Regions from separate parts of the Mus musculus genome. Here all the other regions are linked to region 2. Evidence: chromatin contacts called from public HiChIP or PLAC-seq and promoter capture Hi-C data. All regions are on one chromosome and are shown on one strand. The core of a region is the stretch at or near the end of the contact, and the rest is flanking DNA. Distances in the headings are between cores, read along the strand shown. Region 1 overlaps Cnnm4 (cyclin M4). Region 2 holds the start of Neurl3 (neuralized E3 ubiquitin protein ligase 3). Region 3 holds the start of Lman2l (lectin, mannose-binding 2-like).

Evidence for each region. HiChIP or PLAC-seq counts read pairs in DNA pulled down with a chosen protein or histone mark. Capture Hi-C pulls out chosen DNA fragments and counts their contacts.
Region 1: a contact with region 2 is called in a FOXA1 HiChIP or PLAC-seq map of pancreatic cancer cells. The contact joins the enhancer-like site here to the promoter of Neurl3 in region 2. A contact is called at or near these places in 3 of 39 promoter capture datasets (the 3T3-L1 cell line, pre-B cells and stem cell-derived epiblast-like cells), 1 of 484 Hi-C or Micro-C datasets (embryonic stem cells) and 1 of 115 datasets of contacts at active chromatin or transcription factors (pancreatic cancer cells).
Region 3: a promoter capture Hi-C map of adipose tissue shows a contact between it and region 2. The contact joins the promoter of Lman2l here to the promoter of Neurl3 in region 2. A contact is called at or near these places in 1 of 39 promoter capture datasets (cranial neural crest), 1 of 484 Hi-C or Micro-C datasets (trophoblast stem cells), 2 of 115 datasets of contacts at active chromatin or transcription factors (effector CD8 T cells and pancreatic cancer cells) and 2 of 9 other capture datasets (adipose tissue and liver).

The regions. Positions count from the first base shown.
Region 1 is chr1:36,490,011-36,494,077 of GRCm38.p6, forward strand. The region is part of intron 1 of Cnnm4 (cyclin M4); the gene reads left to right. Among named protein-coding and RNA genes, the nearest start is that of Cnnm3, 20 kb to the right of the region's middle. Within about 2 kb of position 2,596, at least 67 of the 459 cell types and tissues checked have an H3K27ac peak or open chromatin away from gene starts, as enhancers often do. A contact at or near this core is called in pancreatic cancer cells, where this site is marked.
Region 2 is chr1:36,271,789-36,275,899 of GRCm38.p6, forward strand. It overlaps Neurl3 (neuralized E3 ubiquitin protein ligase 3), which reads right to left and starts at 1,637. Exons shown (of 4, transcript NM_153408.2): 1 at 1,550-1,637. The coding sequence starts at 1,577.
Region 3 is chr1:36,443,665-36,447,239 of GRCm38.p6, forward strand. It overlaps Lman2l (lectin, mannose-binding 2-like), which reads right to left and starts at 1,607. Exons shown (of 8, transcript NM_001013374.2): 1 at 1,386-1,607. The coding sequence starts at 1,569.

The DNA.
Region 1 (4,067 bases), core at 1,346-3,845, 220 kb after region 2:
ATCCCAGGCAGGAAGGAGGTGGGTATACATCAGTAGCATACCTGGTGGCCTGAGTGGGTGCGACTCTGGGACCCTGACTCAGAAAGGGACAGGCAGTATTTCTTTTTGTATAACTTTTTTTTTTTTTTTTTTTTTTTTTTTTGAGACAGGGTGTCCCTGTTCCATCTTGGCTGGCCTGTGACTGAATCATGGAGGCCCTCCTGTGTCTGCCTTTCCAGTGCTGGGATTAAAGTGTGCCCAGCCCTGTTTACTTATGTGGAGCTGGCCTTTGTTATATTGCCTGAGTTAGTCAGGAAGAAGCTGCCTTGCTTTCTGTAGCTCTCTGAGAAACTGTCACTGTCCTATTTTACTGTAAGTGTGAGAAGGCAGACAGTAGATAAAATGCCATTTATGGCATATAACATGCCAGTATGCAATGCTGTTTCTATACAGCAAAGCCCAGTGATCACTCTGCTGTGCTGCTTCCCCTTGCTGCCCGTGTTTGCTCACTATGTCATCGAGCCTGACATCAGATTTATTCTGTAGTCTAGCCTGGGCTTGAACTTGTGGTGATCCTCCTGCCCCAGCCTCCTGAGTACTAAAATTGCAGGCATGCGCCACTACACCCAGCTTCTGTAGTGCTTCTAACTTTTATTTGTTTTGTTTTGTGCATACCGTGAATCACTGGCTCCTCCAATAAATTTAGGCCTGAGTCGTCCTTTATGGCAGCTGCAATTCTTTGTTATAAATACTGGTTGGATCTTCCTAGCTGCACCTTGTATACTCTATGAGTATTTCCTTAGTAGTCACTTCCTAGGGATGGAAGAAAGTGCTGAGTCCAAGGTCTTTGCACATTGAACATGTTAATATATGTTGCCATGTTCCTGAAGAAAACATTTCAACTCCTATCAGTAATGACCAGTTCTGTTAATGCATAGTACCCATCTGACAAATCGAAACGCCACCCCTCCTGTAGATTACTGGGTTGGGTCCCTAGCACTGCCAAAACAAAGCAGTAGACTGGTAGGTAAATTTTAACACCCAAGGTAATTTGCATTTCCTTGGATTAACTTGTATTTATTAATTTGTATTTAAAATTAAGTTTGTAGGCAGGAGAATTGCAGTGAATGTCAGGCCAGCCTAGGCTATAAAGTTTCAGTCTACCATGAGGTACAGATGGAGACCCTATATAAAAAAAAAAGGGGGGGGTAGGGTGGAGTTGACAAAGAGATGGCTCAATGGCTAAACAAACTCAACTTGTGATTTTTCTAATTGGTTTATAAAGTGATATGGACTGGCTTAGTTAACCCAATACCTCTCAGTGAATAGTCTCCTTTTGCTTTTGATTTAGATGTCAGATTTGTAATCTGATATTTCTTTCTCTCTCTCTCTCTCTCTCTCTCTCTCTCTCTCTCTCTCTCTCTCTCTCTCTCTCTCTCCGGCCGGTGTGCCAACTGGAGGTTTTATTTTGTTGGTTTTAAAAGCAAGGTCAGCTTGGTTGGCCTGAAGCTCACTGTAGCCCAGGCTGCCTCTGCCTTCTAATTGCTGGGCTTTATTTCTGAACTCTCTCACTGGTTTGCCCAGCCCAGCTGTAATCACAGTCGTCTTATTGCCAGGCATGGCAGCATGTGCCTGTGGGAGAGGCTAAGGTGAGAGGATTACATGATCCCAGGAACCCAAGAGTTTGACAGAAGCCTGGGCACCATCATGAGACCCTCATATTGAAAATATGATTTGGGCGTATGAGCTGTCTCTTGTTTTACAAGCCTGACCTACCTGAGGTAGAACCCTAGAAGCCACATAAATATGGAAAGAGAACCAACTCCACAGAGTTATCCTCCAACCTCCTGCATGTACTGTGGTATACCCTCTCCACCCCCAACATACATACACCCGTAACAATAATAAGTGACATTATTAAGGTATATACATAAAATTAATTAGATTAAATTAAGGGCTTCTTTTAGTATTCCTTTCTGTTGTGACTGACCAGTTTCTGTCTTGGCATGGGTGTCTCAGGCCAGCCCCAAGCTATGGATAAAGTGATCTCTAATGTTTGAATGGCTAAGGTGAGAGGGTTGTGAACTGAAGACCTTTCTGTGGAACCACAGATGGCTCTCAAGCTCCCATAGCCTGTGGGACAGCCTGAGCTCCTGGGCAGTTGGGTGACTGATTCTCTTGTCTCTTCTCTGGGGGAATAGGGATGTGGCCACGTCTCTCCCTCGCCTGCCCACTCACGTGGCTCCTCTCAGTGCTCAGCAACCCCACTTTTTCTTTGTTATTTATTAGGATTAATTATGATTATTTTACATAGGCTCTCACTTGGGCCCTTGTGTTTGCTTCAGTGCAAGCAGTTTACCACCTGCACCATCTCCCAGCCTCCCACTGCCTTCCTACGGCCTAGGAAACCCAGCATGACTGAGCACAGCCTACCCAGCAACTACAGCCTTGTGGTCTCCTAGCCTCTGCCAGGTCACTCGCCCAGCCTGGGAGGAGCATGGTCACCACGTAGATGAAGCTATGATAGTGGATGAATGGCCCCAGTCTTCCCAGGCTGGAAGGCAAGGAGTTTGTCCCACTCTGGCTCAGGCCTCTCCCACCCCTAAGAGCTGGGAAGGGCGGCTGCTCCTCCTGCTGGCTGAGGTCAGCACTATTAATAGCCAGCTTAATCCTGCTCAGGCCTGGGGAGAGGGAGGAAAAGGAGCCGGTTGCCAGGAAGTCAGAGTGTCCAGCCATCTGTAGGTGCAGACCGGTGACCCAAGGTGTGGTGTCCAGTCACCAAGTTAACATCCAGGACCCGTTGCGGGAACTTGGGATTTTGCCTTATTGGGTGGCCCAGTGAGGAGGTCGCCTAGGATGCCACCATCTCTGATAGTAAGATCCCTTGTCTGGTCCAGGGTTTCTTCCCAGGGGAAAAGTAGCTAGACTGATGGGGGCCTTTGGACTTTGAAACCCAGAACCCAGTAGCACATTTCCTTATAGTCTTTAATGGATTGTAAAAAAAAAAAATTTTATGGGAGGGAGGAAGACATGGCAGTTTGCTAAAATAAGTGTCGTTCAGGGTGGGGTTCTGGCCTTCTAGGGCTCTGGAGACTCCCTTTTAAAATCTGGGTGGGGGTTTGGAGCTCCTGCATACTGGGTATAAGGAAGCCTTCAGGGTTAGCTGGGACGATGTGTAAGCTTCGGGCAGAGATGACAGATGTGCCACAGCTGGGGATGGTGGCATACTTATGTAAGGCAGGAGGATGAGAAGTTTAAGGCCATCATATGCTACATAGTGAATTCAAGGTGAACTTGGCCTATATGAGACCCTGTCTCAGAAAACTGAACTAAACAAAACCAGATGCGACACGGGAAAGCTGGAAGCAAAGGGTGTCGCCGAGGGACTTGGGTTATAGGTTCTTTCTCCCTCTGCCTCCACCTTTTAACCCCTTCCGTGTGAATCAGGGCCATAGGGCAGGGGTGGGGTAGGGTGGGGTGGGGTGGGGTGGAGTGGGGGAGTGGAAACTCACTTATGGCTGGCTGGGAAGGGGAAGGTTCCTCCTGGCTAGTTCTGGGACAAAGGTCAGTAAAGGGTAGAGTGGGCAAGCTTGCCTCAAGGTAGGACCTGATACACTTAAGGACAGCCAGGATTCTAGGGTGCCTCTTTCCTGTGGTCCCTCCCACTCAACTGTCCCCTTTTCAAACAGTGCTGGTACTTAGGACATCGGGAGAAGCAGTGTTAGAATGTTTTTACAGTATTTCCTTGCATTTTGCTTTATTTCTATGTGTGAGGGCATGTGCATGCTATGATGCACATGTGCATATGTCAGAAGTTAACTTTGGCTTGCTGTCTGTTCGCTCCACCAGGTGGGTTCTCTGTATTAAACTCAAGCCTCAGGCTGGGCCACACCCTTACCCACCAAGCCATCTTGCAGACCTTAGAGTGCTGTCTTATTATTTATTTATTTTTATGTGTTTTTGTGTCTGTGTCTGTGTGTGAGCATATGCACACGCATGCAGGTACCTGTGGAGGCCAGAAAAGGATGGTAAATGTCCTAGAGTTGTAGTTTCTGGCAGTTGTGAGCCACCAGTCCTGAAAGAGCAAC
Region 2 (4,111 bases), core at 387-2,886:
AGAAGCCGCACCTTCCCTTTACACTGAGCACGGCTTCCTGGCTTTAGAGCTGGGTCACAGTGGCACGAAAGGGGTGGACACTTTTCTTCTGCCTTCCTCCTCCTGCAGAGACTGGCAGGCATCTTGGCCCTTTGACTGAGCAACCTGACAGACCCCACTGCTGGGCTGGGCTATGGCAGAGGTGGGCACAAGCTAAACGTGGCTCTCTAATTGGGTGTGTCCTGGTTGGCAGGGTTGGCACAGGGTTCAGAGTACTGTCTATCAAGAACTAGAGAATTCCTGTTCTAGACCCCATTTTTAAGCCAGGTCCTGAGGTTCCATACAATAGAGAGGTAGTCCTTCTCCAGTGACCCCCACCTTTGTGCTACCCACTGACGGAGGCTGGCCTGGATCTAGACTGCTAGGAAGTTGGGACAGGCCAGCCATGTCTGTAGGGTCATCTCCAGGCCTGGGCAGATGAAGACAAATTATAGTCTCTGCTGCAAGGCTCTGGGGATTTTAGTGATGGATGCTCAGCCACCTGCTCCGTGATGGCCTCCTAACTGCCAGCACCTTCAGCATCAAGGTCTTTGGGATGCCAGGCACCCAGTCAGCCCTTTGCAGAATCCTGTTCTCCCCTCTGCACCCCAGCATGCAGAGCTTGGGGAAGCTCAAGAAAGGTCCCTTCCTGTCCTCCCAGCCCCAAGGAGACTGTGGGCTCAGCTACACAGTTTCAGTCCCTCTCCCTCTCCCACTCCCTCCTCCCTCCTCTCCCTCTCCCACTCCCCCCCCCCCACATCTGTACCTGTTATACCCCATCCCTTTTGGCATTGTTACTGCCCTGCCTTGAATCCAAACACAGCTGCCACAGCAGAGGTGGCTCTGGGCGTGGCCGCCCACTGTGAGCAAGCCTTGGGTGCTTGCCAAGGGCCCTACACAGGGGCACTGATTGGCTTGGGGGGGCAGGTCTAGGGTGCCTGGTCCCCGTCTCTGTTCTAAGGGGTGGCATGCTATTTCCTGCTCACTCACCAGGCCCCTCTGCTAAGGGGACACGTGACCACAGGTACTGGTGTCTCAGAGAAACTTCTTATCTCATTACTATTTAGATATCTACATTTGGAGTCCTAAAGGACAGCAGGGTGGTGGCATAGTCCCAACCTTCAGACGAGAAAAAAACCAAGAGTCCAGGGACAAAAATGACTTGTCCACATTGCCACCGACAATTTGGCAAGGCTGAAATCCCTCGTTTTTCCACCGGCCTCCTAAGCTCTCCCCTTTTCCCCACCCCAGCCTTGATTCTCCCTTATCCAGTTCCTAGATAAAGACTGCTTACAGGTAGTGGGTGGGAAGGAGGGGTGTGTATCTCCGCAGCCATCTTGGACCAGACACCCCGCTTCTGCTGGGTTCCTGGGAAGGCAGGAAGCTCTCGCCCTCGCGCAGCCCAGACCATGGAGAAACCCACTCTAGGAGCCAATGAAGTCTCTGATCTCCCCTTTCCAGACCTCCCACCTGTACTCCATGCAGTCAGGACTCCAGAAGCCAGCTCAAGGCATACGGGAAATCTACTTACTGGCCTCAGGGCTGAGGAGAGAACCCATCAGCCTGAGCTCCTCCTGGGGCACAAGTCCCTGGGTCTGAAGATGTCTGTGAAGGCCAGTGGTCAGGGTTACAAGACTCCGGAAGGTTCCCCTTTTATAGGCTGGAGCTCACGTTACAGAGTTGTTGATTAATTAGATGCTGTCACGCATGACGATATCCGGGACTTTCCCCATGACCTCTCGTGGCTCACAGTGGACTGCTGCTGCAGCAGGCTGGTCTGAGATAAGAAGGGAAGCAGGGGCTGTAACTGTGGCTGCAGCAGACGGTTTTCTGTTTGACTTCTAAGCAGCCCTTGTCTGTGAATTATAATCGCATGTTAGTAAACACCCGTGCCGCCGCCACGCCCTCCCCCACTCTCCCCAACAAAGACTTTGGTGGTCCTGGTCTGGGATGAGATCTGGGCATTGGGAGTTTCAAGAGCATGCAGGAACTTTGATTAGCAGCCGGCATGGTGTCCAACCCCACATAGAGAAGGTGCGCAGCGCTGCTGAAGGTTAACTGATTGAGCTAAATCCTAGGACCTGTGAAGGTGAGGCCGCCCAGTGGCAAGGTTGGTTTGGGGGCTTACAACCCCACCCCCACCCCACCCCCCCTCCCCGCCAGATTAGGTCTTTCTTGAGATTCCAGATCAAAGCCACAATTCTGTGACTTCTGTGGCCCCTTTAAGAAAGGAACGGGGAGGGGGGGGGGCTGGCGAGATGGCTCAGTGGTTAAGAGCGCCGACTGCTCTTCCGAAGGTCCGGAGTTCAAATCCCAGCAACCACATGGTGCCTCACAACCATCTGTAACGAAATCTGATGCCCTCTTCTGGAGTGTCTGAAGACAGCTACAGTGTACTTACATATAATAAATAAATCTTTAAAAAAAAAAAAAGAAAGAAAGGAACAGGAGCACCTGGAAATGACAGTGAGCTAGACAGGACGGGGGGGGCGGGGGGGGGGCGGGGGCGGTTCGACTGAGGAGGGAAATAGAGGGCTGGAGACCCAGGTTGTGTCTGCTGTATTACCTTATGCAGATCCCTTCCTCTTCTTGAGGTCTGATGTTCTGGTTTGGGGACCTTTTCCAGCCAGCATGTGGTGCCTAAGTGAGAAGAAGTGGCCAGGGGAAGGTGAGTGTTATCAGTGTAGCCCTGGTTACCTTAGACATTGCTGTAACCCCTGGACTTTCTTTTTCCGGCCACACCCTTGCTGAGCGCCCTTTGTCACTGCACTAGATGTATAACTTCTGCCAAGACCACAGGTAGCTGCTCTAGAGCCAGTGCCAGTCACCTGGGCCGGAGTCCTGTGGCTTCTAAAGGTTGCAGTTCCCCCGATGCCCCGGCTGGCTCAGTCTAAGAGGTTCAGGCTCCTGGCACCTCCTGGCAGGCACACCAGTCTCTGGACACTTGTGGATGCTCCTCCCTTGCTGGGTTGCTCAGGGCTGGAGCCAAGAGATCCTTGTTGATTAGCCACATCCCCCTAACAGAGGTGTGTGGTGCCCAATCAGGGTGCCTGCTCTGCAGTTTTAGCCTTTCTAGAAAATGACTGGGCTAGCTGCAGACCAGCAGGCAGGTGGTATGGTCCCCAGACAGGACCTGTAGCCTGCTCGGGCTAGCAGCCAGCAAGGCAAAGGCAAGGCCAAAGACACCCACATCCAAGTGAATTTAGCTACCCCACTGACTGGATTCAGGATGTGCCGTTCTAAACAGGCTCCCTACATTTGGGGGGTTGCAGAAACAGGAAGGCCCCCCACCTTTCTCCCATGAAGCCAGCCCCAAGCTCCTCAAGCCCTGCTTACCGTGGACATCAGGGCGGGGGAGAACTGGATCAGACTGTTCCTGCTAGGCCCCGCCCTGTTCATCACCATCCCTTCACACTCACCTCTGCCCCAGTACCTTCACTATAATTGACAGTCACTCGTGGGCTCAACTTCTGCCTCCACCCTTCAGTGCTGGTGAGATGGCCCTGACCTGCTGCTAAGTCTGACCCAGGGACCCACATGGTATATGGAGAAGACTGACAGCTGCCCTCTGACCTTCACACATGTCGTGGCACATGTATGTCCACACCCACTAAACAAATCATACACACCACACACACACACAAGCTTCATGCCTGCTAGGCAAGCACCCTGCCAACTTAGCTACACCCCCAGTGGCATTTTCCTTCTTTGAAAATACTTTTATGTTTTATTCTTTGACAGTCTCATACACATATATGGTGAGGGTTTTAATCTTAAATTTTATTCTTATTATTTTAATCCTATATATTGTATGTGTCTGGCTGTAGCTCTGTGCCCCTGAGTGTGGCAGTCCTTGGAAGCCGGAACCTTTGGATTGCCTTGGGACTGGACATACAGGCAGTTGTGAGCCCAGACAACGCGGGTCCTCTGGAGGATCAGTAAAGTGCTCTGAACAACCAAACCATCTCCATGACAACCCTGTTCCTCTTGTCCCCTCCTACCCCATATGGACTCGACTCATTCTTCTTCCTTACAGGTCTCTCTCCAGCTTTCATTCCTGTTTTGTTTTTTATGGCCCACTAAGTTTAGTTTC
Region 3 (3,575 bases), core at 357-2,856, 170 kb after region 2:
ATCCTACAAAGACTGGAGCCATTATTTTTCCTTTAGTATTATTAATGAATACATGAATTAATGTTTTTCTTTTTCTTTTTGAATGTGAGTCTCAATATTCTGTCTCAGGCTCCTGGACCACAGGTACCTGACATCTCACCAAACTTCCTTCAGCTAAATTCTTCAGCTGAAGAATCCAACCCACCACAGAGCTGTCATTTACACATGGCACAGTAACAGTAGTTGAGATCTGTATGTGTGGGTGAACTTTAGCACTATGAAAGGACAAAAATTTTGTCATTTATATTAAAAGAGATATATTCTCAAAAGCCTATGAGCTTAAACATATTCTTTTAAAATCAATCTTTCAGGCCGGGCAGTGATGGCACACACCTTTAATCCCAGCATTTGGGAGGCAGAGGCAAGCGGATTTCTGAGTTCGAGGCCAGCCTGGTCTACAGAGTGAGTTCCAGGACAGCCAAGGCTACACAGAGAAACCCTGTCTCGAAAAACAAAATAAATAAATAAATAAATAAATAAATAAAATTTAAAAAATAAAATAAAATCAATCTTTCAAGTGTAGCTGATTATCCCCAAATCCCTTAGACTAAGTATAAGTACCCCCAGGGTGAAAAACCAGACTAACCCATAGTATCAGCAGGGACCAACACTAAGGAGGTACTACAACCAACCAGTAAAATAATGACATCTTAGTAACAGAAATGACATCTTAGTAACAAAAATTCAAACTGCTTTCTGCAGTTTAAATTTGTGTTTCCTGCACCCCCTATCCACAGCTCTGCGAGAAAAACAAACTTGTATTAAGCTCTAACAGCATTAATTTCTCTTCTTTGTAGACACCTGTGTCAATTTTCTGACACTGAGCTGTGCTTAGAGATCTAGAAATCCCTGAAGAGAGCAATGCTAACCAGCCTCTTTCATCATCAGGGCTCGCGGCCTGGGAAGGAAGGAGCAGGTGTTCTAACCAGCAAACAGACTTTTTTCCCCCTCTCCTTCCTCAGTCCGACCGAGTTCTACCCGGGTTCTTGCTTTCTATCCAGAGCAGCCACCACTCTATCCCGACACCGGCTCATCGCTAATGGTCCTCAACCATCCCTCATTTATCTCAGTTCTCTCTCCTCATATTTCTGTCCAACTCCAAACACCTCTTCCTTCGAGCCTGACACTAGTGACAGCTGAGAGCCCTACCTAGACCTACTAGAAACTTCTAGCGCTCGGAAAGGGGCGGGGGTGGGGGGCGGACCCTTGTCCTTCGGACCTGTGGCTCTTCAAAGGAGCGGAGATCCTCGGGGCGCCCCCTCCCGCCGGGGACTGCGTCCTCGAGCTCAGTCCCGACTCGGTCCCCAAGCCCTCCCTGCACGACCACCTCGCCCCGGGCGCCTCACCCTGGTAGGGCTTCGACAGCGAGTGCTCCCGTTTCAAGTACTCCACCGCTTGACCCGCCCTGACATGCCGCGGCCCCGGCCCAGACCCCAACAGAAGGAGAAAGAGCAAAAGCTTGGCCCCGTCCCGAGCCCACGCGCGCCGCCGCCACCGCTGCCACCAGGAGGGTCTCGAAGCCGCCGCCATCTTTCCCACCGCCGGCCCTTCATCAAAAAGCCCGCCCCGTGGCCCAACCCATTGGCCTGCGGAACCATCGGCCCGATCTCCCATTGGCTCCTGGAGAGTTCCCTCCCCCGCAGGTGAGTATCCCACCGATTGGCTGACTAGTAGCAGTTGCCTTGCCAACCCAGGCAAGGGGCGTTGCCGAATGTCCAGACTCCCTTCTCTGCTTTTGTCCCAGGCTTCACCAGGCCTGCTAGTAATAGAGATTCTTAGTTTGTTTCTGCATTCTATAGTAAATTTAAAGCGATAAAACATTTTTTTTTCCCGATTGTCACTGCCATTTGTACCTACCTGGCCGCCAAGCTAACAGCCAAGAGGGCATAGAAGTAAAAAGAAAAATAGACAAATCCGTGACTAAAATGAGTGGAAGGAACTGAAGACTAGCTGTGTTGGTAAAGAACTTGACTTACGATGTGGGAAGGCATTAGGTCATCCCAGCACTCTGGAGACTGAGGCAGGAAGGTGAGGAGTTCAAAGTCAACACAGTGAGTTAGGGAGTGACCTAAGTAATTCATTAGAATGAAACGACTGGTTCCAGGGTGGTGGTGGTGCACGGATTGTATCCCAATGCTTGGAGGCAACGGTATTTGGATCTCTGAGTTTGAGGCAAGCCTGGTCTACAGAGCAAGTTCTAGAATAGCCAAGGCTACACAGAGAAACCTTGTCTCAAACAGGCAAACCAAACCAAAGAAACAAACATCTGGCAAACTGTCTCAAACAGGCAAACCAAACCAAAGAAACAAACATCTGGCAAACTGTAAAATGTGTAAAGGGCAGCCTGGGTTACATGCTGGGTTGACGAGCACAATCAACCAACATCACATGATGATATTTATAGAAATTAAGTGTATGCTAAATTCTGTGTGAATTTTCAGGGTTACATGCTTTTATTGTGCAAACCTTGTTCCTTGATTTAAAATGATTGGTTAAATAGAATTGACTACAGCCAATTACTGGAGGGAGGGATTAGAGGTAGGTGGGTTTTAAGTTACTTAGTTGAGGGTGGAGAAGAGAGCAGAAGGAAGAGAAACCAGGGGAGAAGAGGAAGAACGAAAGAAGGGGAGGAAGCCTCCAGGAGACGAGATGGACTATGAGTCCATGGCCAGAAGAAGCAGCCAAGTACTTAGGCTGTACCACTGGGGAGGTAGCCAGGCCAGCAGTTAGAAGAGTAGATTAGGGGTTACCCCTAGAAACTGTCAAAGCCAAATAAAATAACCATAGTCTGAGTCTCACTTACTTGTAAGCTGGTCAGGGATAAACTTAAATTGGTTGTACTACACCCCAGAGTTCATATTTCACCAAGTTCCAGCTTCCTGCCTGATTGCTCACTTCTTTCAGAAAACTAGCTTCCTCTTACCTACTTCCTCCTGGAGGCCTCCCTCGACCCCACTCAGACCCGACCGTGTGTGCATTGCTGAGCTCTGACTCTGGTCCATAGATAGCTACAATGGACTTATCAGACTTGTGTCTACATCTTCCCAATAGACACAGTCAAAGCTAACTCTCTTCCAAACATGAGTAAATTTTACAGAGAAACAAGATGTGAGCTTGCCTCAGAGAAGATCAACTCTTGAAAGCTGACAAAGCTACCGATCTTTTACAACCCTATCTCGAGACAGATAAATGGTGACAAGACTTTAGGAACTGCAGTTAATCTCTTTGCCATTCACTTACCACAAAACCATTTAGGACCCACAGTGGCCATAGAGTAACTTCCAGTCACCCTAGTTTGGCCACCCAAACCCCATAGGAACCGATCAGATCAGTCTGTACACATGTCCATTAAAATGGGTGTCACCGGAATTACATAACTCAACTAACATATTAAGCATGTTCTCCTATCCAGGAATGCAGCTCACAGGCCTTTCTTATTTATTTCGTATACCAAACCCCACCCACTTCCACACCCCCAACCCCTGTCACCAGTACAGAGTAAGGATTCTATTGGCTTTAAAGAGTTATTTCCACTA